Regions from separate parts of the Sus scrofa genome. Here region 2 is linked to region 1. Evidence: chromatin contacts called from public HiChIP or PLAC-seq data. All regions are on one chromosome and are shown on one strand. Each heading gives the region's core, a stretch centred on a gene start, on an enhancer-like site or on the middle of the called end of the contact. The rest is flanking DNA. Distances are from core to core; before and after follow the strand shown.

Evidence for each region. HiChIP or PLAC-seq counts read pairs in DNA pulled down with a chosen protein or histone mark.
Region 2: an H3K27ac HiChIP or PLAC-seq map of alveolar macrophages shows a contact between it and region 1. The contact joins two enhancer-like sites. A contact is called at or near these places in 1 of 47 Hi-C or Micro-C datasets (liver) and 1 of 2 datasets of contacts at active chromatin or transcription factors (alveolar macrophages).

The regions. Positions count from the first base shown.
Region 1 is chr5:7,304,118-7,308,858 of Sscrofa11.1, reverse strand. No RefSeq gene overlaps it. Among named protein-coding and RNA genes, the nearest start is that of L3MBTL2, 29 kb to the right of the region's middle. Within about 2 kb of position 2,123, at least 8 of the 83 cell types and tissues checked have an H3K27ac peak or open chromatin away from gene starts, as enhancers often do. A contact at or near this core is called in alveolar macrophages, where this site is marked.
Region 2 is chr5:7,377,344-7,382,084 of Sscrofa11.1, reverse strand. The region is part of intron 1 of EP300 (histone acetyltransferase p300); the gene reads left to right. Among named protein-coding and RNA genes, the nearest start is that of EP300, 15 kb to the left of the region's middle. Within about 2 kb of position 2,449, at least 1 of the 83 cell types and tissues checked has an H3K27ac peak or open chromatin away from gene starts, as enhancers often do. A contact at or near this core is called in alveolar macrophages, where this site is marked.

The DNA of each region.
Region 1 (4,741 bases), core at 874-3,373:
AAACAAACTCAAGATACAGACTAGGGGAGTTCCCGTCGTGGCGCAGTGGTTAACGAATCCAACTAGGAACCATGAGGTTGTGGGTTCGGTCCCTGCCCTTGCTCAGTGGGTTAACGATCCGGAGTTGCCGTGAGCTGTGGTGTAGGTTGCAGACGCGGCTCGGATCCCGCGTTGCTGTGGCTCTGGCGCAGGCCGGTGGCTACAGCTCCGATTCAACCCCTAGCCTGGGAACCTCCATATGCCGCAGGAGCGGCCCAAGAAATAGCAACAACAGCAACAACAACAACAAAAAAAGACAAAAAAAAAAAAAAATGTTGAGAAATACATTTAATGAACGTGCAAGACTTGTACACTGAAAACTACAGGACATCATTGAAAGAAATTAAACAACTAAATAAGTAAAAAGACATCCTTGTTCCTGAATCAGAAGACTGGGAGCACCCAACACTGAAGAAAGCACCCACGCTTCTCATGACTTTGCAGATACTGCATTTTTTACAAACCGAAGGTCGGCAGCACCCCTGCCCTGCATCAAGCAAGTCTACTAGCACCATTTATCCAACAGCCTTTGGCCCCTTAATGTCTGTGTGTCACATTTTGGTCATTCTCCCAATACTTCAAGGTTTTTCGTTGTGATTATTTTTGGGCTACACATGGTAGGCAGGCAGAAGTTCCCAGGCCAGGGATCGAATCCACACCACAACAGTAACCAGAGCCAAAGCAATGACAATGCTGGATCCCTAACCAGCTGAGCCACCAGGGAACTCATTATATTTGCTTCCGTGACCTGTGATCTTTGATGTTACTATGGCAATTATCTTTTAGCTCACTCCATGCTTGGGCTCTGGTCACACAGGTCCCCTGCATCCTGGGCCCGAGCCCAGCACTCATTTCACCTCAAGGCCCACGTGCTCTGCTGGCCCTGCCCTGGCCCTAACCAATCTGATGAGCTCCTTCTGATCCTGCAGCTCTCAGCCACAGTGTCACCTCCTCAAAGAAGTCCTCCACCTCTAGCTGAAGAAGCCACACCACTGCCGTCTAGACGCTGCCATTTAATGCTTCCTAGAACCCTTTACTCTGATAGATTTTCCTGGTTTGTTTTGTTTTGTTTTGTTTTGTTTTGTTTTGTTTTTCTGCCATTTCTTGGGCCGCTCCCACGGCATATGGAGGTTGCCAGGTTAGGGGTCGAATCGGATCTGTAGCCACCAGCCTACGCCAGAGCCACAGCAACTCAGGATCCGAGCCGCGTCTGCAACCTACACCACAGCTCACGGCAATGCCGGATCCTTAACCCACTGAGCAAGGCCAGGGATCGAACCCGCAACCTCATGGTTCCTAGTTGGCTTCATTAACCGCACTGAGCCACGATGGGAACTCCGATTTTCCTGTTTATTGTTTCAACCCTGTGGACTGGTGTTTAGGTTTTGGGTTTTTGTTTTTGTTTGGTTTTTTGGCTGTACCCACAGCATGTGGGCCAGAGATTAAACCTGCACCTCAGTTGCAGCAATGGTGGATCCTTAACCCACTGCACCACAAGGGAACTTCCTCCCTGGTTTAAGTCCTGGTTCCACTGCCCACTGGCTGTGTGATTTTGGTCAGTGACAATTAAAGCCAAAAGTTCTTGAGAACTTGCTACTGGCCAGGCACGGCTGAGCTCTAAATGTCAGCACCTCGTCTAATGCTCACAAAACCCCAGCAAAGTGCGTGCTACGGTGAATTCAGTTTCACACATGAGAAAACTGAGATGCAAGAAGATTCAAGAAGGTGCCCAGGAGTTCCCGTCATGGCACAGTGGAAACGAATCTGACTAGGAACACTGAGCTTCCGGGTTCACTCCCCAGCCTCGCTCAGTGGGTTAAGGATCCAGTGTTGCCATGAGCTGTGGCGGAGGCCGGCAGCTGGAGCTCCAATTCGACCCCTAGCCTGGGAACCTCCTATGCCGCGGGAGTGGCCCCAAAACGATAAAAAGACAAAAAGAGAGTTCCATAAAAGAATTACACAAATCCATCTGTGCCACAGTGCCCTCATCTGGAGCAGGCCGCTTACCTCTCAGAGTAGAGGACACAGTGTCTAATAAGAGGCCCGCTGGCTTCTCCTTTGGCGCGAGGTCCAGGACAGCAGGGCTGTTGGAAGCCGCGGAGCTGGTGGTAGCTGGTGGGCGTGTCCAGCTGCCTCGGGAGGGTCCTCGCTGGGCAGGGCCTGGCTCCACTGGCATCGACAGTTTGGCAGACGCCCAGACTGCATAACGCATGTGACAAGGGACTCTAAGACACACACATTGCCTGGATTGAGCGTGGATAATGTTTTGATCTGTGTCTCTGTGGGCAAAGTTAGCAAATGAATACACAGATCCACTAGAGTTCCCTTTGGGGAAAACTCAGGTCAGGAGTGTGAATTCGCTCTGCTCCAAGAGACGCGGAATGAAGAGGGAAGACCACGAGGGAGAAGAGGAACAGGAACTAGAACAGAGTTCAGGCAGCGGGAAGAACAGCCTGACTTGGTACAGACGTGTCCCGCGGCGGGAGCAGAAGCGGAGGGCGCAGCACGTGGGGCAGGACAGAAGGCTGTGCCCACAATGCACCTGCTTACAAATTACAGCTTAGCTATCTTTGGAGTCCAGTATAGCAGTTCGCAAGGGATAAGAACACTGTGGAAGGGACAGGAAGGAACCATGCTCCGGGGATGCCCTGCCGAGAGGAGGGAAAGAAGTCCAAGCACCAGAAAGAGGGGCTGAGCAGGGGGTGGAGAGAGCGAGCGAGCTAAGCGCACTGTGAGGATGTCAAAGCCAAAGCCGTGTTTTTTCCGTTTTCGGTTTTAGGGCTGCACCTGCGGCACATGGAGGTTCCCAGGCTAGTAGCTGAATCGGAGCTGCAGCCATCGGCCTGCACCAGAGCCACAGCAACGCCAGATCCAAGCCACATCCTCATGGATACTACTTGGGTTCGTTACTGCTGAACTATAGTGGGAACTCCCTTGCCAAAGCCATTTTAATGCAAAGTGAACCTGAACTGGGGCTTACACACCATTCCCAGGCTGGTGGACACACACAGGGCAGAGAAATCAGAATGGATGGGACAAGGACACAATGCAAATGGAACTGAGGAAGGGGGCTGGAGTCAAAGCCATGTGCAAGATGAACACAGAGGCAACAGCCCCATTAGAGGATGTCACCAGAGCATCTATAATGACATCCTATCAGCAGGAGGGCAAATGCCATGTCGTATGTTTATTTTAAAATTTGTACCAGGGGAGTTCCCGGCATGGCACAGTGGTTAACGAATCCAACTAGGAACCATGAGGTTGCAGGTTCAATTCCTGGCCTTGCTCAGTGGACCAAGGATCCAGCATTGCCATGAGCTGTGGTGCAGGTCGAGGATGCGGCTTGGATCCCGCATTGCTGTGGCTCTGGTGTAGGCCAGCAGCTACAGCTCCAGTTAGACCCTTAGCCTGGGAACTTCATATGCCTCGGGGGTGGCCCTAGAAAAGATAACAAAAATAAATAAAATAAAATAAAATTTGTACCTGGGAGTTCCCATTGTGGTGCAGTGGAAACGAATCCAACTAATATCCATGTTGTTTCAGGTTCAATCCCTGGCGTCACTCAGTGGTTTAAGGATCTGGTGTTGCTGTGAGAGCTATGGTGTAAGTTGCAGACTTGGCTTGGATACTGCATTGCTGTGTCTGTGGCATAGGCCAGCAGCTGTAGCTCCAATTCAATCCCTAGCCTGGAAACTTCCATAGGCCGCACATGCAGACCTAAAAAAAGGCATAAAAAAATTGTATCCCTATCTCATCCCCAAAGAAATATAAGCTTTTTTTTTTTTTTTTTTTTTTTTTGCTTTTCAGGGCCATATCCACAGCATATGGAGGTTCCCAGGCTGGGGTCAAATCAGAGCTGCAGCTGCCAGCCTACACCGCAGCTCATGGCAACACTGGATCCTTTAACCCACTGAGTGAAACCAGGGATAGAACCTGTGTCCTCAGGGATACTAGTCAGGTTCTTTACCTCTGAGCCATGACAGGAACTCCTGAGAAGCTTTATAAAAATTCACAATTAGAGTTCCCACCAGGGCACAGTGGGTTAAGCATCAGACTGCAGCAGCTCAGGTGTCTGTAGAGGCATGGGTTTGATACCCAGCACAGCTCAGTGAGTTAAAGGATCCAGTGTTGCTGCAGCTATGGCCTGGATTCAATCCCTGGCCCAGGAACTTCCATATGCTTAGGGTGCAGCCAGAAAATTAAAACTAAAAAATAAAAGATTCACAATTAAAGATTAAAAGTAAATGAAGGAAGTCAGAAGGAGAAAGACAAATATGATATGCTATCACTTATATGTGCAATCAAAAATGTGGCACAGCAATAGCACCGCCTAGAAATAACATAGCTTTATTTCCTCTTTTCAGTTCTCATTTCCTATTTTCTTTTTCTTATTTTATTGCATTGGTTATAACTCCAGCACAATGTTAACAGAATCCAGAAAGTGGACATCATTGCCTTGTTCCTAACATTGATGGAGACATTTCTAAAGATTTACCATTAGATATTAAGTTCACTGTGAGTTTTTAAAGACAGCATCTATGAGGTGAAGTAAGATCCCCTATTTTCCTAATTTTCTTAGAATTCTAATCATAAATAAGTATTGAATAAACTGAATAATTTTGTACCTATAGAACAGACCAAATGGTTCTCTTTTTACCTGATAACATAATGTGTTACATTAACAGGTTTTCTGATGATTATT
Region 2 (4,741 bases), core at 1,200-3,699, 73 kb before region 1:
ATGTTTGAGCCTTCTAAATGGAAAAATTTGTAACTGGAAGAGGTATTGTTATGTCATAGAATTATATTTTGAGCCAAAATTGTTGCAGTTTTGCACCCTAGTTTATAACTTCAAAAAAAAAAATCTTTTTTTTTTTTTTTTTTTTTTGACACGCCCCTGACATCTGGAAGTTCCCAGGCAAGGGCTCGAATCTGAGCCATAGCTGCAGCAACACTATGGACACAGTGGATCCTTAATCCACTGCACCACAGCAGGAACTCCAAAAAAAAATCTCAGAGACAATGCAGTGTTTGGGATTATATTGTTAATAATCCTAATTTTGCCTTTTTTTTTTTTTTTTTTTTTTTTTTTTTAAGGGCCGCACTTGTTGCATTTGGAAGTTCCCTGGCTAGGGGTGGAATCAGAGCTGTAGTGCTGGCCTATGCTGTAGCAGCTCAGGATCTGAGCCACTTCTGCAGCCTATACCGTGGCTCATGGCATGACCAGATCCTTAACCCACTGACTGATGCAGGGATCAAACCCGTGTCCTCAGAGATACTAGTTGGGTTCATTACTGCTGAGCAACAGCTGGGAACTCCAGTAATCCTCATTTGAAGGTTATACTTCATTTATGTGTTTCTTGTGGGAAATATTTGTCTAATTTCTCGGAGTTCCCACTGTGGCTCAGTGGTTAATGAATCCGACTAGGAACCATGAGGTTGCGGGTTCAATCCCTGGCCTTGCTCAGTGGGTTAAGGATCCGGTGTTGGCAAGAGCTGTGGTATAGGTCGCAGACATGGCTCGGATCCCACGTTGCTGTGGCTCTGGCGTAGGCTGGCAGTTACAGCTCCGATTAGACCCCTAGCCTGGGAACCTCCATATGCCGCCGGAGCGGCCCAAGAAATGGCAAAAAGACCAAAAAAAAAAAAAAAAGGTGTCTAATTTCTCACGTATCATGGAATTTATCTTTTGATTTTTGGAAACCTAAGTGAGCAGAATATTTTACAAGAGGTTATATGTCTGAATCTGTTGTAAGGACCACAGCAATGTAGAACACATCAAGGGGGACCTACAGAATCAGTATGTAATAATAATGAAAGGATGTTTTGACTCAACACTAGTTTCCCATGTTTAAGCCAAATTTGTTTTTGCTTAGATTGTCGCATTTCTAAAACATGGTCTATTGGGTAAGTGTATTATGCTAAACTTTTCAAATCAGATTTAAATCTGCCCTGTCAGTCACATTTTGTGTCTTTGGATCGAATATACACTCAGATGAAGAAACATTTTGCTCAGTCATTTTGCATTTGAGCATCTGGAAACTTGTCAGTAAACTGGTAAAAGTAGTCTGTTGATGATGTTGATTGGTTGATATTTTAGAAAGTACACTGGAAATGTCTTTCTGAAGTTAGTGTGAGTTCATTCATTGAAAGCTGTTTGTGGTAACTGTACTGCAGTATTTGTCATTGGGTAATTTAAAGATAATGGGGTAAATTTCAGATATGTAAATTTCTAATCAAAGAAAGGGTGGGGTTTAGCAGCAAATTAGATATGTAAGATCTCACCTTAATATCTAGAAAAAGTACTTGCTGTCATTTACTTTCTTACCCCCTACTTCTCAATCCACTGTAGTCTAGCTTTGCTTTTTACAACTTGGCTGAACTACCTAGATTACTAAATACCGTCTATTATCTGTATTCATTGAATTCTCTCTAGAGCATGGAACCCCACTGACCTTTCTTTCTTGGAACCTGGTGTTCCAGGACAGTATTCTTGGTGGATGTGCTGGGCAGTGTTGAGTTTTAGCATTCTTTGCTGGTTAAGATCATTGTCCCTTAAATACTGGCATGTCTGGTTGTCCCCTTAATGTCCAATGGCGACTTAAGCTCCTCATTTCTCTCTCATGTTGCCAGGTGTTCTGCTGATTGCCCATCTGGATAACTATACTCTTAGGTTATGCAAGCCTGAAATTTAGGCGTCATTCTTCTCTTTCTCTTCCTAATCCCCTACATATAGTCAGATCTTTTGATTGGCCTCTCTGGTGCCTCTGGCTCTTTAGCGGCAGCCTCCTTACCACTCTCCCTGATTCTAGACTTGTCTGTCCAATTGATTCTTCATCTTATTTGCCTCAGTGGGCTCTAATAAATGCAGATTTGTTTATATAAGTTTCTGCTTAGTATTCTTCAGTAGATCAGTTTTCTCTCTATAGTAAAAATCCCAAGCTAGTATGTCATAGAACCCTCTAGGTTGCCTCTTATATTTGTTGACCATATAAATTTTATTCACTGATCTGAATTCTCTATGAAGAGCAAGCCCGAGATGATTTATTTCAACTTTAATTTTTTCCCTTTCATTGAAGGAAAAGGAAGAGCCTGAGGATCTTAGGCATCGATTGAAGCTGGTCAGTACTAAAACCCGCTGTCAGGAGTCCCCACTGAGGTGCTGTGGATTAAGGGTACAGACTTGCCACAGCTGTGGTAAAAGTTGCAGTTGTAGCTCGGAGGAATCATCCCTGACCCAGAAACTTCTGTATGCCATGGGTGTGGCCAAAAAAACAAAAACCTACTCTAATAAATTATGACATTTAAATTTCCAATTACTTTTCCCTTGCATCTTCATACATACTGCTTTTCCACTAGTTTTAGCCCATCAGTGGGGTTTTTTTATTTTGTTTTGGTTTTGTTTTTGCTTTTTAGGGCTGCACCCGCTGCATATGGAGGTTCCCAGTCTAGGAGTTGAATCAGGAGCTGCAGCTGCCAGCCCACACCACAGCCACAGCAACGTGGGATTCGAGCTATGTCTGCGATCTACACCACAGCTCATGGCAACACCAGATCTTTAACCGACTGAGCGAGGCCAGGGATCAAACCCACATCTTCTTGGACACTAGTTGGGTTTGTTACCACTGAGCCATGCCAGGGACTCCAGACCATTGAGTTTTATTTGGTATTGATGACAAACTGGTTAAAGGTATAAGTTCTTATTTTTGGTAGCCTTTTTCCAATATTCTGCTCATGAGTTTGCAGCCAGGTTATTTCTAAAAAGTCCCTTGCAGAAGGACCTGATGGGATTTTTTTTTTTTTTTTTTTTTTTTTTTTTTTAAGAGCTGTACATGGCAGCTTATCAAAGTTCCCAGGCTAGGGGGTTGAATTGGAGCTGGAGCTGCCAACCTGTGCCACAGCCACAGCAACTTGGGTTCTGAACCTCGTCTGCGACCTACACCACAGCTTGGGGCATTGCTGGATTCCTAACCCACTGAGTGGGGCCATGATCAGACTGCACCCTCGTGCGGGTTTGTTACCGCTGAGCCGTAACAGGAACTCCATCATTGGAAATTTGATGGTTAAAATAAAATCCACGTATTTTGAGCTTTAGTACTCTTTACTAGTATAGAATTGACTATTTACAATTTGAGTAATTTTTCTTAATCTGGAAATGTTTAAATTTTGTTTAAAAATTGTTTTCTCAGGGAGTTCCTGTTGAGGCTCAGTGGTTAACGAATCCGACTAGGAACCATGAGGTTGCGGGTTCGGTCCCTGGCCTTGCTCAGTGGGTTAAGGATCCGGCGTTGCCGTGAGCTGTGGTGTAGGTTGCAGATGCGGCTCAGATCCCGTGTTGCTGTGGCTCTGGCGTAGGCTGATGGCTGCAGCTCCTATTCGACCCCTAGCCTGGGAGCCTCCATATGCCGCGGGAGCAGCCCAAGAAATAGCTAAAAAGACCAAAAAAAAAAAAAAAAAAAATTGTTTTCTCAGTTTAAAAGTATGTAGAAAGGTTTAGTTCTCATAATTTCAATAATTAAAACAACTGCTAAAAATGAAGCTCTTTGCTTATTGCTTACATAGAACATTCACCTGGGATTTAGGAAACTTAACAGTCTGTATTCAATAGGCAGTAGTACGATCTTAGGGAACCCAGTTATGCACAAGTTTCTGCATCTATAAAGTGAGAGAATCGGTAATTTCTAAACTTGGGCCATCCTTGGGAGGGGCAGTGTTTTAAGAGGCCTGAGGAAAATGAATCTTCATTCTCCCAATTCCTTTGCACCCAATATGGTTCTGCTTTTTTTGTCTGTGTTTCTAAGTAAACACTACTAGAAGATCCCGAAGGATCCTTTGCTCTGTCCCACCTGGAATGTAACTTTTAAAGAGGATTAATAAGTTTACACATATATATATAGACACACACATTTATATGATTTAGAACTATCTTTTAAAATATTAAGAAATGGCGTTCCTGTTGTGGTGTAGTAGAAACGAATCTGAAACATGAGGTTGTGGGTTCGATCCCTGGCCTTGCTCAGTGTGTTAGAGATCTGGTATTGCCGTGAGCTGTGGTGTAGGTCTCAGGCATGGCTTGGTTCTGGCCTTGCTATTGCTGTGGCTGTGGTGTAGGCTGACAGCTGTAGCTCCAGTTGGACCCCTAGCCCGGGAAACTCCATATGCCATGGGTACAGCCCTAAAAAGCAAAAAGAATAAAAAATAAAAAATTAAGGACCATCTCATTGGTTCTTAACTCCATGAAGGAGGTAGAGTAAGTTTTACTGCCTTTTTTTTTTCCCCCTCACCTGCAACATGCAAAAAAAATTCCCAGCCAGGTATTGAACCCACTGAGTCCCCAGGGAACTCTTTGAGTCAAACCCACAGCATATAGAAGTTCCCAGGCCAGGGATCAAATCACAGCTGCCAGCAACTCAGGATCTGAGCTGCATCTGTAACAACACCACGGCTCACAGCAACACTGGATCCTTAACCTACTGAATGAG